2 separate regions of the Sus scrofa genome follow, and region 1 is linked to region 2. A link is a contact called in public HiChIP or PLAC-seq data. All regions are on one chromosome and are shown on one strand. Each heading gives the region's core, a stretch centred on a gene start, on an enhancer-like site or on the middle of the called end of the contact. The rest is flanking DNA. Distances are from core to core; before and after follow the strand shown.

Evidence for each region. HiChIP or PLAC-seq counts read pairs in DNA pulled down with a chosen protein or histone mark.
Region 1: a contact with region 2 is called in an H3K27ac HiChIP or PLAC-seq map of alveolar macrophages. The contact joins the promoter of BAG3 here to the promoter of CACUL1 in region 2. A contact is called at or near these places in 1 of 47 Hi-C or Micro-C datasets (heart right ventricle) and 1 of 2 datasets of contacts at active chromatin or transcription factors (alveolar macrophages).

What each region holds. Positions count from the first base shown.
Region 1 is chr14:129,508,423-129,512,274 of Sscrofa11.1, forward strand. BAG3 (BAG family molecular chaperone regulator 3) reads left to right here and starts at 1,818. Exons shown (of 5, transcript XM_021073458.1): 1 at 1,818-2,407; 2 at 2,410-2,589. The coding sequence starts at 2,219.
Region 2 is chr14:128,747,006-128,750,830 of Sscrofa11.1, forward strand. It overlaps CACUL1 (CDK2-associated and cullin domain-containing protein 1), which reads right to left and starts at 2,100. Exons shown (of 9, transcript XM_003483565.4): 1 at 1,406-2,100. The coding sequence starts at 1,772.

The DNA.
Region 1 (3,852 bases), core at 568-3,067, 760 kb after region 2:
CACCAAGGTCAGACATGCTCCTTGTTATTCAGCATGGCTCAAAGGAGCTTCTTCCAGGTAGTTCTCCAAGACTTATGGCTCCATTTTAGACAAACCCTCTTGAAGTCCCTGGTGGAACATAACTCCCAGAAGCAACGATATTAGCCCCAGGAGAACTTGCTTCCTCCTTGCTCCTGTCTAGTGCACCTGCAAACAAAACATCAGCAAAGAATGCTCTCAGTGTGTAAATGTAGTTGTCATAGAATGCAAATGGAGTAAAGGAAAGAGAAATAAAAATTCACTTTAGAATCAGTCTTCAGTATACATCAATATTATTGAATATAGATTCTGGAGCTCAGGTCTCCAGAAATAAGTTCTTCCTGACGGGAGTTCTCATCGTGGCTCAGCAGTAACGAGTCCAGCTAGTATCCATGAGGATGTGGATTTGATCCCTGGCCTTGCTCAGTGTATTAAGGATCTGGCATTGCTGTGAGCTGTAGCGTAGGTTGCAGACACGGATTGGATTTGGTGTTGTTGCGGCTCTGGCGAAGGCCAGCAGCTACAGCTCCAATTCAGCCCCTAGCCTGGGAACTTCCATAAGCTTGGGGTGCGACTCCCCTCCAAAAAAGCCACTGAATAAGGCGCTTGAGGGTCCAGCTCCTTCAATAGTAGTACTTAGGGTAAATTAGTGCACTGGCATTTGGGTTTATACATCAGTCTCTTGTGTGTTTGGTACCTGAGTCAGTCCTTGGGGCTTAATCGTCTCTGCGTTTTCCCAAAACTGAATTTTGTACTTTAAAGCTGATAAGAACACCTGTGTAAGTGAGAATCATTCCATTGGAAATGATTGGTAGGCCTCTTATCGTTTGCTCCAAAAGGAGTAATTTGAGGGCAGGAAGAGAGGAAAGGTATTGCCTCTGAGGGTTCCTGGGTAGTCTCTGCATTTGAGTTGGAAAATTGGGCCCAGTATTAAGCCATGGCACCTTCTCAAAGTGCTTCTGGAGAAAGGAATGAGTCTCAGGCCCAAAGATTTAAACTAGTACCTCCCCAACATTCTCCCTCTGGGGGGCACACACTCTCTCTCCCAGAGGAATTGAGGTGTTGGGTTCAGGCTGCAAGTGCGATTATTGAAACAACCCAACAAATACATTTAATGATTCAATTTGTTCCCTACTTCTCAAGTAAAGCTCAAATTTTAAGACAGCAAGAACCAACCTCTACCATAAAAAAGACCAAAACTCCAAATAATGTGTTTTTTTCTTTAAAGTTGTTCAGCAATGATAGTTTCTTATTTGAGTTATGAGGTTCAGGAGCATAAAACCATGGGCTGATGCAATCTTTCTGTCTTCAGGTTTTTTTGAAAGAAAGGCAGGTGAGTTTCCATTTGCACTTCCATTTTTCCCCTGGCTTGGTTACTGTGTCAGGTCAACATTCCAGCGCTCCTTCCGACAGCCGTTAAGCCCAAGGGAGAAAAGTGATTAAAACATAACGGAGGGACACCAGTGCCCCGAGTATCAGTATATGGGGGTACAAATGAGAGGTGGGGAGAGACTCTGGTTTAAACCCAAAGACTTTAAAGGCTAACGATGACTTTGTTTTTATAAGGAACTGCAGCAGATACTCTTGAGTGCGGACTCCCAGTCCTAAGAACAGGAAGAGGCAGTCTGAAAACCGAAACCGCCCAGGACACAAAGACGACGTCCCTGGGGCTCGCTGGTCCAGTCAGCCAGCATCAGGGAGATGCCTCGGGTGCACCTTGGCCCACCCTGAGGCTGTCTCAGCCGGGTGACACCCACCCAGGAAGCTGGCGCGAGGGAGGAGGTGGGGTGGAGGAGGGGCGGCAGGGAGGCCACGCCCGTGACCACGCCCACGCCCCGCCCCGCCACGATTATAGCCGATGACTCAGGGCGGAGCTCCGCATCCAGCCCTCGCCGCCGCCAACTTCTCTGGATGGGACCAGAAGTTTCTAGCCGGCCAGTTGCTACCTCCCTTTATCTCCTCCTTCCCCTTTGGCAGCGTGGAGGCTATTTCCAGACACTTCCAGCCCTCTCCGGCCACGTCACCCCCTCCTTTAATTCATAAAGGTGCCCAGCGCCGGCTTCCCGGACACGTCGGCAGCCCACAAGACTCTAGCTCCGGCCTCGGCCAGCGAGCCACTCTGCGCCTGGAAGTCCGGCACCCCGCGACCCTGTGACCCGGCACCCCGGCGGCTGCCCCTCCGGGCCGACCCCGACCCAGCATGAGCGCTGCCACCCACTCGCCGATGGTTCAGATGGCGTCCGGCAACGGCGCCGGCGACCGCGACCCCCTGCCCCCCGGCTGGGAAATCAAGATCGATCCGCAAACCGGCTGGCCCTTCTTCGTGGACCACAACAGCCGCACCACGACGTGGAACGACCCGCGCGTGCCCCCGAGGGCCCCAAGGTAAGCGGGACCCGAGCTGCACTCTGGCCAGCACTTCCCCCCACCCCCACCCCCCCCGCGCCCCGACGGCGAGCGGCGGGACAGGGCTTCGGGGATGGGGGTGGCGGGCTGGACTGGGCCGGGCTGCGGGGACGCGAGGAGCAGGGTGCCTGCCGGCCACAGCCCGCCCGCGCCGGTGTCCCAGAGGTCAGTGAAGGCCACTGGGAACGTACAGACCCCCAAGTGGACACCAGCTCTCAGGAGTCGGCCTGCCGCGTCCCAGGAGCCCCCTCCCCAGGCCCGCCCTTGGCCGGCGTCGGGGCGAGGGGGAGGCCCCGGGGAGGACTGTCCTCTCTGGGCTGCATCTGGTTTCCGGAGGTCGGGCGGGAAGTGCGACCCGCCCCATGGTGCCAGGTCCGGTCCACCGGCTGGATTCGAGGGGCCGTGGGCCAGGAGGCGAGGGGCGATCGGCCTGGTCAGCCTCGGAGGCCCGGGCCAGGCCCCACCGCGGCCTCCGCCCGGCTTCCAGGGCTGAGAGCCTGGTTTCACTCTGCTGATCACGCTTGGTCGGACGCCAGGGGGCCTTTGGCAAGCTTGGATGGGGGGGTCTCTTAGGATCTCTAAGGACTTTTACCTCCCAAAGTTCCAGAACTTGCTTGAGGGTATCTTGACTTCAGTCTTCCACCTGAGGCACAGAGTGACTCAGGAGACTGACGTAAATACATCCCCCCCGCCCCTTGAATTTGAAATTAAAATTGTATTCTTGTTTGAAACTGTTTTCGATAAGAATATATTCTAGAATGACTTGTTAAAAAAAAAAAAAAAAAGATGCTGTTCTCCCAGGCAATTTTAAACTAAAGACGTGAGACTGTCGCCTAGTTGGCTATTGACTTAGACATTGCCTCACACTGGCGAGAAAAAGTGTTGTTGTTTTTTTTTAAATGGCAATACATTCCTTTCCTTGTTATGTTACTACAATACCCAGGATTTGTTTCTAATACACAAATAATTGAGTAGTAATGCTTTTGTGAATACAGATGTATGCCTTATTTACATTTATGTAAGGGTATATACTTCTTAATCCTTAGGAGCCTGAAATTTTGAAAATATAAACTCGGAATGAGTGTTTAAAAAATTATGACTGTACTTTTCTCGTGATTTTTCTGTCCATTTGAGCTTTTTCAAAAGATAAAGCTTGGCAAAAAGAGGTCTACATTAAGGGTAGCGTTAATGTTGTTTGGGCAAAATAAAAATAAAAGTCATGAGCTGGTAAGTTATTTTGAAGACTTAAAAATTCACCAAATTAAAGGCTTTGTAAGTCATTATTTCAGAAGAAAGATCTGTTATCCATTTTCATTTTAATGTACTTTTTTCTTAAAAGTGTATATAAAGTTCTGGTGCCCAACAGTGAGACAGGGTATATTTAGCAACTTACATTTATAAGAAATTAATTGTATGTTTATTTTTGAA
Region 2 (3,825 bases), core at 850-3,349:
AGGTCTGTTTAGCTTATTAATCTTCAAAAAAAACCCCAATATTTTGGTTTGGCAAATCTTTGTTCCTAATTTTACTAATTTCTGCTCTTAGCTTTATGATGTTTTCTAGAACTATTCAAAAGAACTTTGTTGAAGCACTAAAGCAAGCTTCCTCCAGCATTTAGATAAGCTGTCCTGCCACTCTATCCCTGGTCTGGTTTCACCACTGAGCCTTCAACAGACAAACTATGATACAATCATTACTCTCGTGTGCGCACAATATGGGGGAAAAATAACCACAGACAAATCTTACCAATCATACCTACATGAGTGTTTTTGTCTAAAGCAGTATCTCAAAGGCAAATAAAATTAAGTGCTTGTTCAAAAAAAAAAAAAATATGTAAGGCTCTGACTGTGTATCGGCAGCAAGGCAGATACTTTCTCTGCACAGCTAATTGGACAATTAGTGGTTCAGCTTGATAAAATTAGTAACTAGAAATGAAATCTCCAGTTGCTTTACCAGATGTCATTCAAAACTTGCATTATTAATAGGAGAGAAAAATCTGGCTGTGACGATCTATTTTCACAACCACTACCCTCCAAAAAACCCCACTTAAAAAGCAAAAGCACTCTTTTTTCTAGCTGTGGAAGCATACAACAACTGTGAAGACAGTTTCAGTTACAAAACAGAGTTTGGTCCTAAATCTTTCTGCCTGCAACTGAGAGTTAAGGCAGATCACTAACATAAAGTTCAACATTCAACATAACCTTGGACTTGGTCACACACCGAATGGCTTATTCTTACCAGTGTAGGCTTTGAAAAAGTAATTTTATACATTATTAACTTCAAAACTGATGTCGCAGCTCCCGCTGCACTGGTGTTACTCAAGAAGCAACTCCTACATTTCCCTAGCAGGATGCAGAAGGCGTACACTGGAGGAAGAACGAAGTGTAGAACAGGTCAACTTTCTAATTTCTGACTTGTTTAACGCAGACTGGCTAAAAGCACAGGAACACAAGTCACCAGGTTTCTTTTTCCTCTGGCTGCAAAAAACGAATGAAGGCCTCTCCCTAACGAAATTAAGGCAGCCTTATTTTCCTTTCTTGTTTGAAAGTGAAACTTAAGGGAGAATGGAGAAGAAAAGAGCTTCCTAACGTTGAGAGATAGCCAGTTGTGATACGATCGCGTTTGTAGGAGAACTTGGGGCAGTGTGCACAATCAGACTGCTCCTCTAAGCCAGGTAATACAAGAAGCCAGGGCCGCTTCAGAGCTGGCCGCAGACACCAAGCGAATGGGGGAGGGAGTCGGGGAGGGGAGGAGAGACCCAGGCCAGAAACAAAGGAAGCGGGGCTGGCCGAGGGGGTGGGTTCGACGTCCGAGCGGGGAGGAGAAAAGCTAAGGCTGCTGGCGAAAGGCTGGACTCACAGAACTTGGAGGTGGAGGTGTTGATGTTGATGGTGGAGCTGGGGGTGGGGGCGGGGGCCGCCTTAGCCACGGCGGCGGCCGCGTCGCAGCTCTTCAACATCATGATCACCCCATTGGCCTCCGGCGGTGGCGGAGGCCCCATCGGGAGCCCCTCCTTGGGGCCTTTCCTGTCCACGGAGACCGCAGGCATCGTCAGCAGCTGACCCGCCGGAGGCTCTCGGGCAGGAGCTGGGATCGAAGAGGGGGGCGGCGGGGGTGGCGGGGGCTGCCGGAAGCCGTCCACGGCGGCCTCCCAGTTGTTGTGGTTCTGGTCGTCCATCATCGCCTCGTAGCTGCCCCCCTCCTCCTCTTCCATGCTTTCCTCCATCCTGCAGGCCCCCAGCACCCGCCTGCCTCACAGGCACCTGCCGCCTGTCTCAACCCCGGCCGGGGGAGGGGGGGGCACCGCAGCCTCCTCGAGCTCACATCGCCGAGGGCCGGAACGGGCACGGCAGGGAGGGCAGCAGTGCACCGGGGCTCTCCGTCTCCACCGGGCCGACTCTTACAGACAGCGCTGACCGCGGTGGTCGGTCGCTCCCGGGCTCAGTCTGGGGAGAGGCAGCCGTAAAGCGGCAGCGCCCCTCACGACATTTTACAGCAGCTTCCAACAGGCAGTTGGAAAGGGCAGCTGGGGGAGCGGCCCAGGAGGGCACGTGGCGCGAGGAACCAACCGCGAGAAAGCTAAGCAAAAAGGGGCGGGCGCTGTGCGTCACCTCCAAGCAGTAGAGCCTCTGCTGGCCACGCGCAGAGAGTGACTGGGAGACCAGTCAGGAGGAGGATTCGCCGCCCCCGCCCCCGGCCTACCCTCACGTGATAGAGGAGTTTGGCTGCGCACGCGCGTTCTCAGTTTGGTTACCTGGACGACGGGGGGTCCAACTGGCTGCTGAAGATGCGCCCAGAGACTCCCCGCTGGTTCGTGTAACCCAGGCTCAGCGTCTTGGTGGTGTTTTTCTTTGGCTCTCCCGAAATGCCGAGCCTTCGCACCGCAAAGGGCCTCGCAGCCCGGCCTTTGCCTGACTACGGAACTCGCAGGCCATTAGAGACTCGGGGTCTCGCGCTATAAAACGGATGGGTCTGGCCTGGGCGGCCTTTGCTCCCAGGCCTCAGCCCAAGTGATCCAAACCCTCAAAATCAAGAGTGACAACCGAAACAGCAGGGTGGCTTAAAAAAATTAATGCGTTTGAGCTATTAGTGGATTTTTTTAAGTTCCTTAACTCTGCGTACCTGAGGCCAAAAAATTTACCAAAAATGCCACTCTCCGTATGCTGGTCACAAATCTCACTATGAATTTGAGGTTATGTTATGAGAGTCTTGAAGGACAGATAAAGACTATGTAACTATTGTAATTTCTTTGATTTCTCTGAATTCTCAAATTATAGCAATAGCTGTATATTATGTGACAATATAGGTCGTAATTGTTTATTGTGAAAATCATTCTCATTGCTGGTGATAAGGTGGCCTAGAAAAACCCTTTATTACATTTAAGCATGTCTTTTATTTCCACAGATGTGAAGAATTACTTCAGAATTACTTCAGAAATTGTCTGTGATAGACTTCAGTGTCCCCATTTGATTCAGCTTCTCTACACATATTTTCCCCATATATTCTGTAAAATACTTAATGAAACATTTATAGCAATCGCTTATGATTTAACTTCAGACAATACGCCCTCATAATATTTAATGACAAAATTTTGGAATCAGCACACTTTTTTTAATTATCCAGGCTTGGAACTATACTAATTCTCTGGCCTTGGGACATTTGGTGAATATGAAAAGAAAAAAAATTTTTTTCAAGTAAAAAACTATTGAATGAAATGCTAAGGAGACAAATATGTAACCTGAGAATTCTATGCCCAGCAAGAAAAGGAAGCAGAATGACCAATTATAGTCTTTTTCAGATGAACAACCCGATAGTTTGTCATCCATAGACTTTCTAGGTGGGTGAGTGGGAATAACTAGATTAAGTATGCAAGGAAGATACAAGAGTCATAAATATATCCCTAATAACATGGTCATAAAATACTTGAAGCAAAAGTTGACAAAAGAAAGATCTACTGTCAGAGTAGGTGGTTTTTACATATTTAATAGTTGGCAGTGGGTTGAATAGTAGCTCCCCAAAAGATATGTTTATGTCTTAATCCCTGGAACTGTGAATTTTACTTCATTTGGAAACAAGGTCTTTCTCAGATGTGATTAAAGATTCTCACAGTAAAAATTAACATTGTAAATAAACTACAGTTTTTTTAATTAATAAAAGTTTAAAAGATCTTGAGGAGATCTTGGATCATCCAAGTGGGCCATAAAAGCAATGACAAGCATCCTTATTAGAGGAAAGAGGAGGGAGCTCTGAGACAGAAGAGAAGCAGAAGGGGAGGAGGA